4 separate regions of the Mus musculus genome follow, and regions 1, 2 and 4 are each linked to region 3. A link is a contact called in public ChIA-PET and HiChIP or PLAC-seq data. All regions are on one chromosome and are shown on one strand. Each heading gives the region's core, a stretch centred on a gene start, on an enhancer-like site or on the middle of the called end of the contact. The rest is flanking DNA. Distances are from core to core; before and after follow the strand shown. Region 1 has its middle 50 kb from the start of Gm38875. Region 2 has its middle 37 kb from the start of Gm38876. Region 3 overlaps Atg7 (autophagy related 7). Region 4 holds the start of Vgll4 (vestigial like family member 4).

Region 1 (2,700 bases), core at 155-2,654, 310 kb after region 3:
TGTCCTTCCTCAGGAACCTTCCACCTTTGTTTGATACAGGGTCTCTCCCAGGCCTAGAATTTTTCCCAGTAGGTTAGGCTAGATGGATGGGAAGCTCCAAGGATCTGCTTGCTTCTGCCTCCCATCTCTCTGTCACTGGAATTAGGAGTTCTAAGCACAAGCCACCATGCCCAGCATCTTATGAGGATCCTGGGGATCTTAACTCAGGTCTTCATACTTGTGAATCAAACACTTGACAGACCCACCCATCTCCCCAACTCTGTGCTTGCTAATTTTGCATGGGCCAGAATATCATCACACAGCCAAGTTCAGTGGCTAAGGAAACAGACTGTCATTTTAAGAGGGGAGGAACTCCAAAGCTGCGTGTCAAAAGAAGCATTTTTTAAAATCTGCTTCCATGGATATACAGGTGTGTGCCTGCCTGTGTGATTGCAGCTGTGTCTATGTGTGAGCATGAATGTGCATAGGCATGAATGTGTGCACACGCATACATAACTGCTGTGTGTGCATACATGTGCTTTGTTGTATGTATGAGCAAATCCTAGAAGCTTTTCTGCTTGAGTGCCTGTAGATCTGAACCTTCCTGGGTAAGTGTCTTGTTTAATGGACCAATAAAGTGTACTGCCCTAACCCAGTGGGATTCTAGAATCTTTGGGTCTGTTAAACAAGGTTTTGTAGTCAGGAACCCAATGCAAGAACCAGCTCTGCTACCACCTGGGTGGGCAAGTGACTTCAGACCCAGCCTTCTGACCATGAGGTGGGATCACCACTTCTCAGGTTCCTTTTGAGTGTCCTAGGAAGTGACACACCAGAAGGAGGGACTCGGAGCACACAGTGCACTGGGCTGTGGTTAACTGTGAGACTGAGTGGGGGTGGCTGTGATTTCCCCCTCCTGACTCTTCTCTCTGCCCCACATGCTTGACCCCTTTCCAGAAGCTGAAACTGAAAACTGAAAGCAGCTTCACGTCTCTTAATGTGTTGTCATGGCAACCGCTGGCTCCTGCTCATGGCTCTGTCGCCCCCTCACTGTGGGGCTGGGGTGTGGAGGAGGAGACATGGACTCACCAGAAGTCTCCCTTCTTCTGAAGATGTGGGAGGTCTGGCCCTGTCCTTGTGGCAAACACCCTACTCCTCCCACTGACCTTCAGCCACAGTTCAGGGATACAGGGATGAGCTGTTCAGAGTTCTCTGGGCATCCTTAGCCGCGGTGGATTCCAGGCCTTGGCTCAGAAAGTGGAGTCAGGTCTGAGGCATCTTGGAGGGGGCAATACCTGCGCAGTTTCAAATCTCCCCTCTCCTCTCGGGCGACTAAGGAAGAGGCGCATCCCTGCAAGCACAACCACAGGTGTCTGAGGGTGCCGGAGCTGGAATAACCCAATCACAGACCTGCTGGGGCTGTAATCTGTCACTTCATTTGGTGACTCATGCCTTCACTTACTCACGGATGTGTTTGCTTATCCATTCAATTATAGACTCTTCCGTTCACATTTAAATAACCATGCCTTCCTCTAAGTACTCACTGCTCTGAGCAAACATCCATTACTACCTGAGCTCTGAGAGTCGGGGAGATAATTAAGGTATAGCCTCTGCCGCCCTGTAGGGGTTCCAGGGTGGGGTTTTCTAACTGTAACAAGAAGAGGAGGAGGAAGAGGAGGAAGAGGAGGAAGAGGAGGAGGAGGAGGAGGGAGAGGGAGGGGAGGAAGAGAAGGAAGAGGAGGAAGAGGGAGAGGGAGAATGAGAGGAGGAGGAAGAGGAGGAGGAAGAGGAGGGGGAGGGGGAGGAGGAGAAGGAGGAGGAGGGAGAGGGAGGGGAGGAAGAGGAAGAGGAAGAGGAAGAGGAAGAGGGAGAGGAAGAGGAAGAGGAAGAAGAGGAGATGCCCATGGATAGACTGGTATTTTATTCTTTACAAAAAAACCCAGTACTCTGTAAGAAAAATATTATGTACATAGTGGTACACTGTGGTCTGGGGAAATGTTCAGGTGCTAATATTCACCTCTAGGACTTGAGGGGGTCATTTTTAGGACCACAACAGACACTGCATCCATGGGTGCAGTTCCTCTCCGTGAAATGGTACAGTGCTTGCACAAAGCCCTATGAGGCCAGCAGAGCCCAGTCTCTCTGCCGAGGTGAGACCAGGGGGACTTTAGACTCAGCCACAGAGAGAGTTGAAAGTCAGCCTGGGCTATGATGACCTTGTATCAAACAAACATTTAAATAAGACAATAAGTGAGGTCCTTTTCATCTATGCTCTGGAACACCAAGGTTGCTTGCTGACTGTGACTAGGGCAGAGGCACAGGGCATCACATAGACTGGGAACATATGTATAACCCACCCATTCTCTCCTGAGTAAGCCACTGTCAGAAGTCTTTATCTAGTCCCACCCCCTGTCCTTCTGACCCCTACCTCCAACACAAGGCCATATAAGTTTCCACCCACCCTCTATACCTCACAATAGGGACTAAATCTTAACACCCGAATCCTCAGAGAACACGTTCAAATCATGTCAGCCTTGAATGTCAGGGAAGGTAAAATGTTGGGCTTCCTCACACACAGAGGTGCTCAGAGGAAGAGAGGCTGTAACTTAGCAGGAGACCTGTGGCCAGCTTGGTGTAGAGGGTGAGGAGAGGCGGGAAGGGAAGAGGCACTGGTCTCTGGGTGGAACTGCAAGATGGTGAAGTATTTTCAGAGATAAAACAGTG
Region 2 (2,700 bases), core at 142-2,641, 320 kb before region 3:
CTCTACAGTTCAGCCAGAGTCCTAGCTGTGCAACTCCAGGAAACTTCCTGAGCATCCTGGGCCCACATTCTGTTCATATAGAGGGCAGAGGACTACTTACTACTGACTTGAAGGATTCATCACTGTGAATATCAGCTCAGAATCTACTTGGCACACCCCTGATGAGGGTCAGGAAGAGAGTGGACCCCAAGGAAATGATGGCTCCTGACCTGCATGGAAAAGACACTACTACTACTACTACTACTTCCAATGTATACAGAGGGCGCTGGAGAGATGGGCCCATGGTTAGGGGCACTGGCTGCTCCTGCAGGGGATCTAAGTTGGATTACCAGCACCCACCCAACTGCCTGCAACTCCAGTTCCAGAAGATCCAATGTCCTTGACTAGGCTCTGCAAGCAGTGTATGCACGACACAGACACACAGACACAGACACACACACAGACACACAGACACACACACACACACACACTACATCGCAAAAATTCTTCTAAAAATGTTTATTAAATGGGGAATGGCATTCAGTAACCAGTAAAGGGAGGAGAAGCCATACTCTCAGGTCCTGTTGGCAGAATCTAACATGCAGTAGCTGTTCAATAACTGTGACATTGAAAACCATCGTGAGTCTTGAGCACCTCAAAAGGCAACAACACTTAGCATCTACTATAGTCCAGGTACTATAAAGACCCGAAGGAACTTATTTTTAAAAGGAAAGCTAGAATTTGACTCCCAGATTACCTGATGACCAGTCATTATATGATGCTGGACCATGCTAATTTCACTCATGAGGATGAACAGGCATGAAGCAGGATCTACCTTGGGGAGGATAGATGTTTTATGAATGAAATCACGATGGGTTGTGCAAACAGTCTGGCAAATCTGGACCCTATAGCCAGCATCCCCCACAGGGTGAATGAGTCAGTCAGCTCTGCGCTGTTCAGTGGTGTGGCCAGCAGGGCAGAACTCCTTAGAGGTTTTTCTGTGGCTCTGGGGGTCTCTTGGTTGTGAGAGGATGGGTACTTTACCAAGCTGCCTTGGCAGCAACTGTTGAATGCAGTTTATAGCAAAGGTGACAATGTCCTTCTCTTCAGGGTCAAGCTGAGCATCGTGGCTGGACAGAATCAAGTGTCCCTAACACTGGAAGGCTGGTCTGCTTGTCCAAGTCCCTCCCCATCACCTGAAAAAGATTCTGTGCCGGTAAGTTTTTGTCAACGTGATACAAGCGAGGGCCATCTGGGAAGAAAGAGCCTCAGTCGAGAAAAAGTTTCTATTTGAGGCTTGTGGGCAAGTTTGGTTTTGTTTGTTTTTTGATTAATGATTGGTGTAGGAGGGTCCAGCCTACTGTGACTGGTGCCACCCCTGAGCAGGTGGCTCTGGGATATATAGAAATGCAATCAAATCAAGCCATGAGAAGCAAGCAGGTAAGCAACGCGCCTCCATGGCTCTGCTTCAGTTCCTGTCTGCTGGTTCCCATGAGCTCCTGCCCTGGCTTCAGTTAGTGATGAACTGTGATCTGGGAAGTGTGAGCTGAAATCAACCCGTTCCTCCCCAAGCTACTTTGAGCCATGGTACTTACCACAGCAATAGAAAGCTGCCTGGTGGGCTTGTTCTTTGGGTCACTCAGAGGAAGATGTCTGCAAGGTCCAGACTTCTGATGAGACGTAGCTATGCCATTCTTTGCCAGATCCCTAGATATTGTGTTGTCTGGTCTCTCTAACTAACTGTGAATGCCATTCCTAAGGCATCCTTTGCCAGCTTAGGGTAGGCATCTGGCCAGGCTGGGGCTGAGGAAACTAGGGAGGTAGGGAGAAAGGACCCCGCCAACCAGGCTCAGGATAGTAGGCTTTCCCAGTGTTTCTCAGGCTTAGAGGACATACCTAGCAAGCTTCCTATGTGGGTAGTGTGAAGACTGGAGAGAACAGAATTTTAGTCAGATGTGCTCAGTTGCTGTTGTGGCTCCTCAGGAAGGTGTTGTGGGTTGAGATGGTCCTCTGCACTTCAGCCTGGCTCTGTCAGGCCAGCTGTGCAGTCTTGGGGAAATAGCTGAACCTCTCTGAGCATTGATTTGCTCAGATAAAAAATGGTGAGTGATAGACCTGTCATCACAGTCATTGTAAAGGTGAACTTTGATCTCCCACTGTGAGACACTGAAGAGGGACATGGGATCTGATGTTAGATGCTTGGAGGAGGGACTGCAGGAGGTAGGTGCTCGGGGTTTGGTTGTCAGGTCTTCAGGGTGTAGCCTTATGGTCAACATGCAGATACCTGTGCAAAGATGGAGCCAGGGCCTTGGATACCGTTGGCTGGGTGAGGGCTTGTTTGCATGCAGGCATCCTGGATTCAGTCTCTGGAACTACCAAAACAACTACCAGATTTATAAAGAAGAGGAAGCAGGACTCGTGTGACTCTCCCTATCTGTCACCATGACTGCTGCACCATCTGAGACTCGGCCAGCAAACAGTCCCTTGCCAGACACCTGGGGCCATGCGCATGCACTTCCCACCTCCTAAATTATGAATCGAAGAAACCTTTCCTCTTCTTAAACATTAAAAAGCTACACTTATTAATTTGTGTGTGTGTGTGTGTGTGTGTGTGTGTGTGTGTGTGTGTGTGTGTGTGTAGGCCAGAGGACAACTTGTACAGTTGGTTCTTCCCTTCTACAGTGTGAGTTCTGTGGATCAAACTCAAGTCATTAGTCTCGG
Region 3 (2,700 bases), core at 47-2,546:
ACCTTCCCACTGCTGAGCCACCTTGCTGGGTGGTGTCCAGTATTTTCACATGGGTTCTGGAGTGCAAACTCTGGTCTTCATGCCCTTTGCTAAGTGATCTTCCCAGATCCCTTTACAAAACCTCATAATTGGCCAATGGGAAGTGTTCTCCCTTGATGCTCATTCTTCCAAGCATTAAGCATCTTTCTATACACATCAAGCATACGCTATACATTGTATGCAGCCATCCAATGACAACTGCCATACCATCTACAGTAGGATCTGTGTGAAAAGACCTTTTCAGAATCTTTATTCTTTCCTCTCTTAAGCTAACCAACAACCTGTGTTTGGATACTCATTTGCTACTGATCTCCTTCCAATATAAGCTAAACACTTAATGTAAGGGGAGACAGGCCGAGGAGCCACAGCAGTGCAAAGGCCTGCACTCAGGCCTGCAGAATCAGATGTCCATAGCTCCCTCCCCAAGATCAGGCCCAACTCACTTTCCCCTGACTGTTCTCTGGTGACCTGCTGAGGTGGATCCCACAAATTTAAAAACAAACAAAAAAGCCTCTATAGCTTTAAGGGCTGGGAAGGTCACCATGAGTGACCACTTAGAATGTCGTTTACACCTCTGTAAAGCTAGGGAAGTACTAGGGAAAACAAACAAACCCCAAAGGCAATAAGAGGCATGCTAAAAGAGCATAAAAAGCACGTGGTTCAAACTTTTTATGGCTTATGCGGCTTTGAGAAAATCTGGTCAGAATAGAAGATCCTATTGACTTCACAGAGGGTGTGGCCGGGTTTCACTTTGTGACAGGAGGGTGGAACACCCACAGTAACCCAACAAAGGAATTTGCTATAAGCATCTAGGACAGGCTAGACTTCTGAGGAATCTAACAGCATGAAATCTAACCATGCATAAGATGGATGGGAAGAGCAGGGGACCTAGAGGAGGAACAAGTGCACCCAGGGGTGGAGTCAGTCTTGCCTCTCCCTGGCTCTCATTCCTCCTGAAGAGCTAGGCTCTGCAGCTCTGAGTAGAGCAGGAGAGACCTCAGCCTCTTGTCATCTTAGAAGCTGAACACACCTATACCTGGGCACTGTGATCAGACAAGGGCCTGATGCTGAGTGTGGGTCAAACCCAAGTCTCCCGATGGGACTGTGTTGCTTCTAGTGAAAGAAGACAGGCTTTGATGAGGGCTTGGCATGTAACAGAAAAGAATCCCAGCAGCCAAACCACAGCTAAGATGAAAGGAAATGACAGCATGGTTGGGCAACAACCTCCCAGGGCTTCATCTGCCACAGAGTCCTGGTGCTAATCTATCAACAGAGCCACACCCAGTGACTTACATGTGGGAGCACAGATGTCACAGCATGACACTTATCCAAAGCTTATGACCTAACTTACCAAGAGAAAGAAACTGGGGAGGTGAGATGGGAATAAGGAGCGGGGCGGGGAAGGCTAAGGCACAGGGGGTAGGAGGTAGGAGACAGGAAAAGGAGGCAGTAAGTGGAGGACAAGAGGTGGGGGATCGGGAGTCAAGGGAAAAGGGACAGGGAGTAGGAAGCAGGGGCCAGGGACTAGAGGTGGGGGCCTGGGCAGGAGGAGAACTGTAAGCAGGATGCAGAAGGATAAGGAGGAAGTTGAGGGTGGGGGTAGGTGGCAGGGGTGGTGAGCAGAAAGCAGGGGGCAGGAGGCTGGAGAGTAAGAAGTGGAAGGCCAGGGGTCAGGGGTCAGCTACTAACAGAGACACTGTATCATCTCTGAATCTTTCTAACTTGGTATTATGTATCTGTAACAGCAATACAGAAATAAGGAAATTGAGAGCAGGTTTCTTTCTGTCCAAACTGACTGTCTGTATGGACAGGCTTGAGGATGGTTTGGCAGGGCAGGAGTTACCCAGCACTGTCAGAGCTATCCCTGCTGATTACGTCAGCACCTCCTGGCCCTGTGCTCCACTGATAGGAGAAGAAAAAAAGGCTTTGGCAATTGTGTCAGATATGAGGAGAATTGTGTACATATTTTTAAAGATGGAAACTGTTGGGGCTGTTCTTGGTTGTCAACTTGAATTAACTAAAACCCAAGCAGCTGGGTAGGTACACCTGTGACTGATTTCTCTTAATTAAATCATTAAAATAGGAAGATCCACCCTAAATCTAGGCCACACCTTCGGTGGCTGCCTATATAGTGGACATGGAAGGAGGAAGCCCTTGCTCTCTGCCTGCTTGCCCTGGCTCTCACTGGCCAGTCTACTCTTCACTGGCCTTACAGCCTACTTCTTTGGGATTCCAGAGAATACTGAAGAAATATATACAATTGAAACATCATGGACTGAACTATTGAATTCTTAGACTTTCCATTGGTAGACAGCCATTGTTGGACTAGCTGGCCCATAGTCTAACCCACTGTCAATTGTACATATACGATAGATTCATCCTATCAGTTCTGATCCTCTAGAGCAGCGCGTCTCAACCTTCCTAATGCTGTGACACTTTAATACAGTTCCTCATGTAGTGATGACCCCCAACCATAAAATTAATTTTGTTGATTCTTCATAGCTGTAATTTTGCTACTGTTATGAATCATAATGTAAATATTTCTGGAGATAGAGGCTTGCCAAAGTGGTCACAACCCACAGGTTGAGAGAGAACTGTTCTAGAGAACCCTAACTAATATACTATATAAAGGATGTTGTAGAAATCTAATACAAATATTAC
Region 4 (2,773 bases), core at 45-2,544, 260 kb before region 3:
CTTAGAGCAGGTCTTTTCCTTTCTTCCATGATGCTGATGAAGCTCAGCACTGCTCTGGATTTGAACTTGGAACATTTTTAAAGTTTCCATGATTGGTCACAACCTCCCAGATGAGTTTGGAAAACAGATTTTTAAAAAGTATTTTTTTTTTTTTGTACATTTTTTTTTTCCAATGTCTGTGTGTCATTGCATGCGGTACCCATGGAGGCCAGAAGAGGGAGTCAGGTTCCATGGAAATAGAGTTACAGGTGCTTATGAGTGCTGGGTACTGAACTCAAGTGTTCTGCAAAAGTGGCCAGTGCTCGGAACCACCTCTCCAGCCAGCTCCCCACTCCCCCGTTTGTGTGTGTGTGTGTGTGTGTTTGTGTGTGTGTGTGTGTGTGAGAGAGAGAGAGAGAGAGAGAGAGAGACAGAGACAGAGAGACAGAGAGACAGAGAGAGAGCGAGAGAGAGAGACAGACAGACACAGAGAGAGAGAGAGAGAGAGAGAGAGAGAGAGAGAGAGAGAGAGGGAGGGAGAGAGGGAGAGAGAGACCTGTAGGCCACTCACTTGTCCCCAGATCTGTTTACTCTTCTGAGGACGGATTTGCCTCTGGTGTCCTGTCCATCTGTACAGCTACAGAGTTTAGGAAGGAAGTTACATGTAACATTGACTTTGAAAATGTAAACACTCGGGCTGGAGAGATGGCTCAGCGGTTAAGAGCACTGATTGTTCTTCCAGAGGTCCTGAGTTCAAATCCCAGCAACCACATGGTGGCTCACAACCACCCATAATGAGACCTGAAGACAGCTACAATGTACTTACATATAATAAATAAATAAATAAAATCTTTAAAAAAAAAAAAAAAAAAAAAAAAAAAAGAAAATGTAAACACTCGCTGTGTCCCTGGACTTAATAAACCCATCTTACAAAGAAACAAAGAAACCTTGTACCAAACAGAGCACACCCCTGTGGAAGCCCTGGATTCCCAGCCCTTGCAACGAAGTCACGGAAAGTTAAATTCCCTGTACTTTGCTTCCACAGCAGATTTTCTTTTTTAAACTTTGTGCTTAGCCTCCCCCACAAACAAAACACCCACAAACTTGCTGGGGTTTACTTCCTCGGCCTCTGCCTCTGCCGGCCTCTGGCTCCGGGGAGGAAAGGCTCTCCTCACCCCCTGTGCCTCACTGCCCCCGCCTCTTTCTGCTTCCTGCTAATTCTGCAGCGCCTGGAGCCTGAGCCGAGGCTCCAGTGAGCATGCTCACAGCAGCCCTCTACCCCCTCCCAAAAGCAGAGGAAGCTGGTTTACATACGAGTCATACCAAGCATAGCCCGCATGTCAGTGCAGTCAGCTTGCAGCGGGCTGTGAGGGAGAGTGCCTTTGTCCTGAGAAATGTGCTTTGTGTTTTTCTTTTTTACTGCTTTCTTTTTAAACCCCCAAGACGGGCTCGAGAAGTCTTCTGAAATGATTTTTTAAAGCCGAATAGAAGACACAATCAGACACCTTCCACAAGCCCTTGACGGGTTTTGTTTGAGTCTGATTTTTGTGTGTGTGTGTGTGTGTGTATGATTTTTAAAAACCTTTTACATACTTTGTTTTGATCTCCTGAGGCTGGGCCTCTGTCTTCCTGAAGTTTTAGGAGAGCCTGGAGCTACTCAGCTAAGACTGAATTTTGAAACTTTCTCTTTGGGGGTGAAAGCAAAGAACTGTTTTTCTTTGCTAGCCGGACAGATAAATGCTGTTTATGAAGATGGACCTGTTGAACTACCAATACTTGGACAAGATGAACAACAATATCGGCGTTCTGTGCTATGAAGGTAGATGTTCTAGAATGTACTCTTTGCTTTTGTGATGGCCACTCCTCCTTTGGAGGGGGGCTTTGACTGGCTTATGAACATTTTCTTGTCTTTCTTGTGATGGTGGAGCGAGTGGAAAGAGAGTTGTGTACCATTTCAGGACAGTTCGCTTTTGCCCGGCAGGAGGGTGGCAGCCGGGGAGGGCTGGAGGAGACACGCTGTTAAAAGTTTACTTGTGATGTACTAGCAAGGTCTGACAAGATCGTTACATTATAAGTGATTTTTCTCTTTTGATTTTGTTGGCATTTTATGCATAAGTAGGAATTTACAGAAGTAAGGAGAAGTTAAACATGTGGGTGCTGGAGTAGAGGGGAGGGGCCTTGGGACTTATTTTTAAACGTATCACCGTGTACAGTGTTCGGTGTGGACCCTTGCTCTGAATTTCATGTGGTAGAGGAACAACAGCAGAAAGCCACAGTAAGTTGTTGTTTTCCTGAGCCATTGTCTCAGGCATCAAGGGGTTTTTTTCCTGTGAGGTTTGTGGGACTGGCAGGGCCTGGTGTCAGGGAGCCCAGGCCGGGCTCTTTGTCTGCCGCCCCATTTCCTGTGCAGAGAGCTGACAGTGAGACAGGCTCCCTCCAACCCCAGTCCCTGGCAATTACACCATAAGCAGCCGGAAGGCTGAAGAAAGTGGAAAATACCCCCACCCCTAGATTTGCCCATCACCTCCCCTTCCCCTGGGCACTCCCTGTAGTAAGTTAAGCTTCTCTGGAGAAAACCCCAATCCCATCTTTTGGAATCTTACCTACGTGCGATTTGAGACCAGGGTAATGGGGCTGAGTTGTGGCACTGGCCGGGCAGGGAGAGACCTGGGGCTGCCGGGAGTCTTTCCTGGTGTCTTCCTGCTGTGGGCAGCAGGCTCTGGGGTCTCTCACCTAGTAATCCTAGAGAGTTGTCTGCTTTGTCTTGAACAGAAGTTAAAAGAGGGAGCAGAGT

What was found. ChIA-PET counts read pairs in DNA pulled down with a chosen protein or histone mark. HiChIP or PLAC-seq counts read pairs in DNA pulled down with a chosen protein or histone mark.
Region 1: a FOXA1 HiChIP or PLAC-seq map of pancreatic cancer cells shows a contact between it and region 3. The contact joins two enhancer-like sites. A contact is called at or near these places in 1 of 115 datasets of contacts at active chromatin or transcription factors (pancreatic cancer cells) and 2 of 9 other capture datasets (adipose tissue and pancreatic islet).
Region 2: a FOXA1 HiChIP or PLAC-seq map of pancreatic cancer cells shows a contact between it and region 3. The contact joins two enhancer-like sites. A contact is called at or near these places in 1 of 115 datasets of contacts at active chromatin or transcription factors (pancreatic cancer cells) and 3 of 9 other capture datasets (adipose tissue, liver and pancreatic islet).
Region 4: an RNA polymerase II ChIA-PET map of memory CD8 T cells shows a contact between it and region 3, with 137 read pairs. The contact joins the promoter of Vgll4 here to the enhancer-like site in region 3. A contact is called at or near these places in 2 of 484 Hi-C or Micro-C datasets (the G1E-ER4 cell line and embryonic stem cells), 6 of 115 datasets of contacts at active chromatin or transcription factors (the HPC-7 cell line, bone marrow-derived macrophages, embryonic stem cells and 3 more) and 3 of 9 other capture datasets (adipose tissue, liver and macrophages).

Annotation. Positions count from the first base shown.
Region 1 is chr6:114,346,690-114,349,389 of GRCm38.p6, reverse strand. No RefSeq gene overlaps it. Among named protein-coding and RNA genes, the nearest start is that of Gm38875, 50 kb to the left of the region's middle. Within about 2 kb of position 1,404, at least 43 of the 459 cell types and tissues checked have an H3K27ac peak or open chromatin away from gene starts, as enhancers often do. A contact at or near this core is called in pancreatic cancer cells, where this site is marked.
Region 2 is chr6:114,981,527-114,984,226 of GRCm38.p6, reverse strand. No RefSeq gene overlaps it. Among named protein-coding and RNA genes, the nearest start is that of Gm38876, 37 kb to the right of the region's middle. Within about 2 kb of position 1,391, at least 8 of the 459 cell types and tissues checked have an H3K27ac peak or open chromatin away from gene starts, as enhancers often do. A contact at or near this core is called in pancreatic cancer cells, where this site is marked.
Region 3 is chr6:114,658,692-114,661,391 of GRCm38.p6, reverse strand. The region is part of intron 1 of Atg7 (autophagy related 7); the gene reads right to left. Among named protein-coding and RNA genes, the nearest start is that of Atg7, 17 kb to the right of the region's middle. Within about 2 kb of position 1,296, at least 144 of the 459 cell types and tissues checked have an H3K27ac peak or open chromatin away from gene starts, as enhancers often do. A contact at or near this core is called in the G1E-ER4 cell line, the HPC-7 cell line, adipose tissue and 5 more, where this site is marked.
Region 4 is chr6:114,920,342-114,923,114 of GRCm38.p6, reverse strand. Vgll4 (vestigial like family member 4) reads left to right here and starts at 1,294. Exons shown (of 5, transcript NM_177683.3): 1 at 1,294-1,798. The coding sequence starts at 1,717.